Linked DNA regions of Rattus norvegicus: region 1 is linked to region 2. The links are chromatin contacts, called in public Hi-C maps. All regions are on one chromosome and are shown on one strand. Each heading gives the region's core, a stretch centred on a gene start, on an enhancer-like site or on the middle of the called end of the contact. The rest is flanking DNA. Distances are from core to core; before and after follow the strand shown.

What was found. Hi-C and Micro-C count contacts between places; a contact is called where the count stands out from the background.
Region 1: a Hi-C map of psoas muscle shows a contact between it and region 2, with 2.2 times the contacts expected there. The contact joins the enhancer-like site here to the promoter of Zranb1 in region 2. A contact is called at or near these places in 6 of 12 Hi-C or Micro-C datasets (Schwann cells, kidney, liver and 1 more).

Annotation. Positions count from the first base shown.
Region 1 is chr1:197,201,040-197,204,204 of GRCr8, forward strand. All of the region lies in intron 6 of Zranb1 (zinc finger RANBP2-type containing 1), which reads left to right. Among named protein-coding and RNA genes, the nearest start is that of Ctbp2, 39 kb to the right of the region's middle. Within about 2 kb of position 1,427, at least 1 of the 93 cell types and tissues checked has an H3K27ac peak or open chromatin away from gene starts, as enhancers often do.
Region 2 is chr1:197,153,716-197,156,747 of GRCr8, forward strand. Zranb1 (zinc finger RANBP2-type containing 1) reads left to right here and starts at 1,719. Exons shown (of 10, transcript NM_001427548.1): 1 at 1,719-1,852.

The DNA.
Region 1 (3,165 bases), core at 177-2,676, 47 kb after region 2:
GCATTTTGTTAGAGTTATATCATTGTGGCGTTGCAGCAGAGCTCTCAGTTGTTTATTCTAAGGTACAATTCAAGGTGAAGACCTAGAGCTGTTATGTGGACTGAACTCCTAATACAAAGTATGCCTTGATGCCATCTTCTGGAATCTTTGTTATGAAATACCTTTTCTTGGTATTTTAGAGTTCATCTAAAAAGCTGAATTGAAAGCAAGGATCATAGAGATATCCTTCTGGTATCTTGGGAATAGGGTCAGGCTAAAGAAAATGGGACTAGATGGAGTATTACTATTCTTGATTTGAGGTTCAGTGACTAGTTTGTTCATTAAGCTCAACACATGACTATTACCATGGCATAATAACAATGGTGGGCAAACTTGGGTCCTGATCTAGGCTTGGAGGAGGAGCCAACATATCACTTGTGAAGCTTCTCTTTGCTGAGTTGATAATATGCAAAGTCCAAAGTAACAAGGAAGATTCTCTTCTGCCCTGTAAAATCCCTAGTGAGAGCTGAGAAAGCAACATTGTATTTTGTGGACCTGTATCACTTTTAGTTAGGCTGTTTTATGTCTTTATATGTTTGTAGCTATGCAGTTCTGTTGGATACCTGTAATCTGAGCTGGCTGATGCTCTCAAGACTGAATATACAGTGTTGTCCTTGCTTTGTTGTTGGGTTTTGTTTTTGTTTTTTGTTTTGTTTTGTCTTAATTTCCCTTCCTGTTACTGCGATAAAATAACCTGGTGTTGTGTGACAAACTTTTCCTGAGGAGATGCAACACCAGTCTACTCACCTTAGAAAAGAGAACTCATTACAGACCAAAGTAAAATCCATCTTGATGAACCAATGAGTTTTATGAAGTGAGGGAGGACTTACTTACAGGAATATATGTGTGAGGGATTACTTATAAGACCAGAAATGACTCAAAGACAGCTGTATTACCAAAGCCCACCCAGCAAGGGTGGAAGCTTACAAACACTGGAAACCTGGAGCAAACTACACAGCCCAACAGGTTCTTTTCCAGGTGGCTTAGTTGATCTGAGCTTCTTATAGCCTGCTTCTTCCAGGCAACTGGGCTTGTTTCAGTCCTCTCTTAGCAATCTTTACTGTTTATATTCTCTTGGGGAGATGGGAGGTGGGGGTCTAATGAGTCTAGTTAGTTTCAGGGACTTTCTGAAGCTATTTTGGGTTAACTACTTGTCTTACATGCTTCTCTGTAGTATTCAACTCTCCTTAGAACATCCTGTTGTTTCAGCTCCCTGTAAACATTTGGTATTCTATTCCCTCAAAGATGAAAGATTATTCACCACAAAGGAAGCTGTTATACAATACCCGGAATAAAGCAATTGAAAGATTATTGGGCTCACAATTCTAGATTACAGTCCATCACTGTGGGAAAGTCAGGGTGGCAGGAACTTGAAGCAACAGGTCATTCATAGCCATGAGCAGAGAGCAGTGAACCAGTGCATACATGATAGGACTCAGCTCTTTCTCCACTCTGTACAAACCTGCTGTCCTGCCCAGGAAATGGTGCTACACACAATGGGCAGGTCTTCTCAACCCATTTAACGTAATTAGTATAATTCCATACAGGCCAGCCTAGCCTTGAAGATCTTTCATTGAGTAAGATTTGCTTCCCAGGCAACTCTAGATTGTGTCAAATTGGCAATTAAAACTGACACTATTTCATTGAAATATCTTATCTAGTTTCTCAGAGGAACAGGTTGGGATAATCTGTTAATAAAGGGGGAAAAAATCATTAAAGGTCTTAGAGTAATTACTGTTTATTTGGTAGTCATTTTAAGTTAGATTTTTCAGTATAGACTGTTACAAATTCTGTTTGAAGTACAGATTAATATACTGCTATGCCTTCTCTGGATACATACAGTAAATACTGGGCTGCCATAAATACTGTAACCAAAATACTAAGAAGAAGACTAAAATGTCGCTAAGTTCTAAGGCTGAATTGTAATGTTTTGTAAAAACAGTAGCTTTATTGAAGTACTGTTTGCTCTAAAAGGTATTTAAAGCATATTGTTCACCGCCTATTAATGAAGCATTTATCACCCCAAAAGAGAACTTGTGTCTCTTTTTCAGTTCTTTCTGCTTCTCAAGCCCTAGCTGCAGGGAATTATTCATCTGCGTCTTGTACCTGTACATTTTTCTTAGACATTTCATGTAAATGGAATAATATGTGGTCTACGACGGGAGCATATTCCACAGTATAGACAGATGCTTTTATCACCTGTATACCAATAGAAGGACATTAGGTTTATTTTCAGTTTGTTGGGTCATATTAAATCTATATTTAACATTTTAACAAACGGCCAGGCCAAACTATATTTCACAGTACCTGGATACTTTTAAATTTCTATCAACTTTTTTTTTAAGTACACATTTTTCACATCCTCACCAATACTTGTTATTTGATTGTGGCTGTTCTTGTACACATGAAGTTGTACCTTTACTGTTACCTCATGGATAATGATACTGAATATTTTTTGATATGTTTAATGTTCATTCATAAATCTTTGTTGAAATACCTCTAATTTACCCAGCTTTTTCTAGTTACTGGTAACTGGTTCTCAGATCAGAGTTTCAGGCATGTGAAACAAGCATCTACTTCTGAGTTAGGCTTCAATCTTCAAGAGTTACTTTTTCTATACAGATATACTTTATGTATAAGGAATCTCTTTAGATACATTGTCTGGAAATTTTTTTCTTCTATCTGTGACTTATATTTCCTGGGACAAAGTCATAATTAGTTTTAAAATATAAATTTATTATTTTGTATGTATGTATGTATGTATGTATGTATGTATGTATGTATGTATGTGTGTGTGTTTTGTCTGCATGTATGCCTGTATACCACATGCATGAAGTACTCCTGGAGGCCAGAAAGGAGCATCATATCCCCTGGGACTGGAATTAGAGATGCTTATGAGATGCCATGAGAGGGTTGAGGATAGAACCTAGATCTTCTGGAAGAACACCCGATGCTCTTAACTTCTTAGCCCACTCTAGTCCTAAAGTCATGGTTGTTTTAACTGTCACTTGTCATTATTTTTAAAATCAAACACACTATTATAGTTATAGCTAACAATATCTTCTCTAGTTGAAGGCATGTGCTGGTTAGTGTTTTGTCAACTTGATAGAAGTTAGAATCATTTGG
Region 2 (3,032 bases), core at 469-2,968:
TGGGGAGTTCACTCAGATCCTGGACGAGCCCCCAAATGTTAAGTCCGAATTCCTCGGCCTCTCTCAATTTGGGAGGGAGCGGCGCCCAAGAACGACAAGAGACAGAGTTCGATGCAAAAGCAACAGGCTGTATTCGGGCAGAGCTCTGGACCAATAAGTACCTCTCGCAGGAGGCAGAGGGATGGGTCCCGAACCACAGAAGCACAGAGTTTATATAGGGTTTTGGTTGAGGAACCGGAAAAGGATGGCGGGGTGATACATGATTGGTCCTCGCGCTTATTCAAACTTAAGCAAGTTTTGAGCGGGCAAAAGGGATATCTGGGGTCACACAGATGTTCTTTGTGGCTTTTCTCGGAACTCTGGGTTCAGGGTGGAGGACGTTGTTTACACGCTTGGAGTACAGCTATCTGATTTCATGGCACCTCCGAGTTCCTGGAACACAAACTTCCCAGTACATGGGTCATGTAAGAGTTAACTTGTACAGGCTGAAAGTCAGGTTTAGGCCTTGAGTGGGTGGGCGACAGGGACGAGTTTTTGAAAAACATTTCAATACAAGTGAGTGTGGGTGCTGGTAGAGGCCACAAAAGGGCACTGAATCCCCGTAGCTGGAGTTACAGATTACTGTACTCCACTGAAGTGGCTGCTGGGAACTGAACTCAACTCTGGGTCTTTGCGAGAGCTGGAAGTACTCTTATATGTTGGCTGTTTCTCCAGCCCCCATATTCTTTCGTTTTTTTTAATTAATTAATTTATTTCTTTTGTGTGTAGCTCAGAGAACAACTGTGGGAGTTAGTTCTCTTCTTCCACTATGTAGGTACTGGGGATGGAACTCGGGCTGTCAAGCTTGGCAACTTCACTATAAAAATAAATGGTAGTTGAAACCAAGTGTAGTGGTGGCATACTTTTAAGTCCGGCATTCTGGAGGCTGAGGCTCTCAGCTACTTAGAAGGATTAGAAATAAACTGGGCTACAAGAGAACCTCGTCTGAAAACAAGTAAAAAGCAAAGTAAGCAGGGCTTGTAATCTCAGCGCTCTTGGGGAGGCTGAGGCAAGAAGATCATTTAAGAGTTCCAGGCCAGCCTGAGCCACAGAATGAAAGCCTGTGTTAAATTATGGAAATTTAAAAAAGGTTTTAAATGTCCTAAGGAACCGCCAAGCAGCATCCCAGTTAGCAAACAGCTCATTCCTGAGACGCAAGACTCGCGCTAGTTCAAAGCTCTGGGGACTCAGCTGTAAGAGCCCACGGCGGTCCCGGAAACCCGACTCCTACCTTCCAGGCGTATCCTGCACTTTTATTTGAGGAAACTCGCCACCCGGGAGGATGCGTGGCAGGACCGCGCGGGCTCTAGCCTCACAATCAGGACGCATGCTGCTGACATCACGGCCTCGGCCCGCCTCCTGCTCCGGGAAAGAGGCGATCACCTATTGGCTGCGCCTCCTGAGGCCTCGGGACCAATCACAGGACGGTGAGCAGCAAGGTCCAGTTCCTGACGTTGTGCAGCCGCCGCGGGGTTTATTTAGCTCTAGGGTCTTGACCGCCGCCATTCGGAGTCTTCAGCGCCCGAGGCCATCCTCAGTCTGCTCCGCCCCTGTCCCCGAGCCTCGGCCCCCGCCTCCGCGCCGCCTCTCCGCCCCTCGGGCCGCTGGGAGCCGCGCGCGGGCCCGCGGAGAACATGTCCTGACTGAGGCGGGAGGGCGGAGGCGGCAGCAGCGGGGTGGGCGGCGGCGCCGAGGGAGGCGGAGAGGGGCCGGGCTCGGCTCGTCGCCGCGGGCCGTGCGGGAGTCGCCGCCGCCGCCGCGGCCGCCCGGCGCCGCGCGTCAGACGGGGAGGAGGAGGAGTCGCGGCCGCCAGGTAACCGGGCCTGGGTTGGGGGCGCCGCGCCGCAGGCCCCTCGCGGGTCGACCGCGGCCTGACGGGGCGTCGCGGGGCGCAGGCTGCCGAGCCTCCGGGCAGCAGCGTTGCGGGATAGCGCATCGCAGGCCCGGGGTTGTCCGCGGCCGCGCGTCCATCTTGGGCTTTCCGGCGCGGGGACAACCCGGGGGATGAGGGAGAGTAGCCCGCCCGGCTTGTTTACCGATCTGATTTGGCCGCCGTCGGCTGTCTGGCTGGCAGCCTCATTCTGCCCTTCTGCCCGCCTCATTCCGGCGACTAGAATTCCTCCCGAGTCCGAGTGTGTGGGTCTTATTCCCACTTCTCAGTAGGCCGTATACACCCGAATTCGTCGCTCTAAGTTGGTGCTGATCTCCAAACTTGTGTTTTGGTCCCTTGTCCACTTTCTCTCCGCCTCATACTTGCCTCTCCGTAGTTGCCTAAAGCAAATCAGGGTGAGAGTTGATGTCTTGTGGCCATGGGCAGCTGGAACTCCGCTCCTGGTAACGATCGCTCTGTGCAACTACCTTGTGGTTTTTGTTGTTTTGTTTTGTTTTTCTGCTCAAATTTGGCCGGTCATTGCACAGACAAAAGAGCTGTAATACTTGATATTAGCGCCGGGGAGAGGCAGTTTAGGTTATGCAGGAAGTTTGAACCCGCCCATTATCTTGGAGACACTGGTGTTTTGAAACCACCTTGCTTAGAATTTTGTATCTCAGCCCCTCGATTTCCCCCTTCGGTTACCCCCTAAGTCACTGTTATAAGTCCCTCCCACTGCTCGTAATGTTTGGTCTCTATAGTTGACCTGTGATGATGTTAATAAACGTGATGTGCAAATACTTGGAAATGTTATATAATGAGTGGCTCCTGTACCCCGCGGTCTCTCAGTTAATCCCTTATTAACTTTTGCTACATGCATGGTACCTCGGTTGAACAAACATGGGTGACTTTGTTTACATAGAGAAGACAGGGGAGACCCGAGGATCTTTGTGACAGAAGCTATTAGAAAGTCGGCTGAACTATGCTTGGGAAAAGTAAAGCTGGAACCTGTTAAATATTATTTTAATTAAATGAGGTAATTCGGTAATTCAAAAGTATATTTAGAAGTTTGCTCTTTTGATTTTGGGGCTCTTAAAATAGTCTCTTTAAATTTTTGTAACTT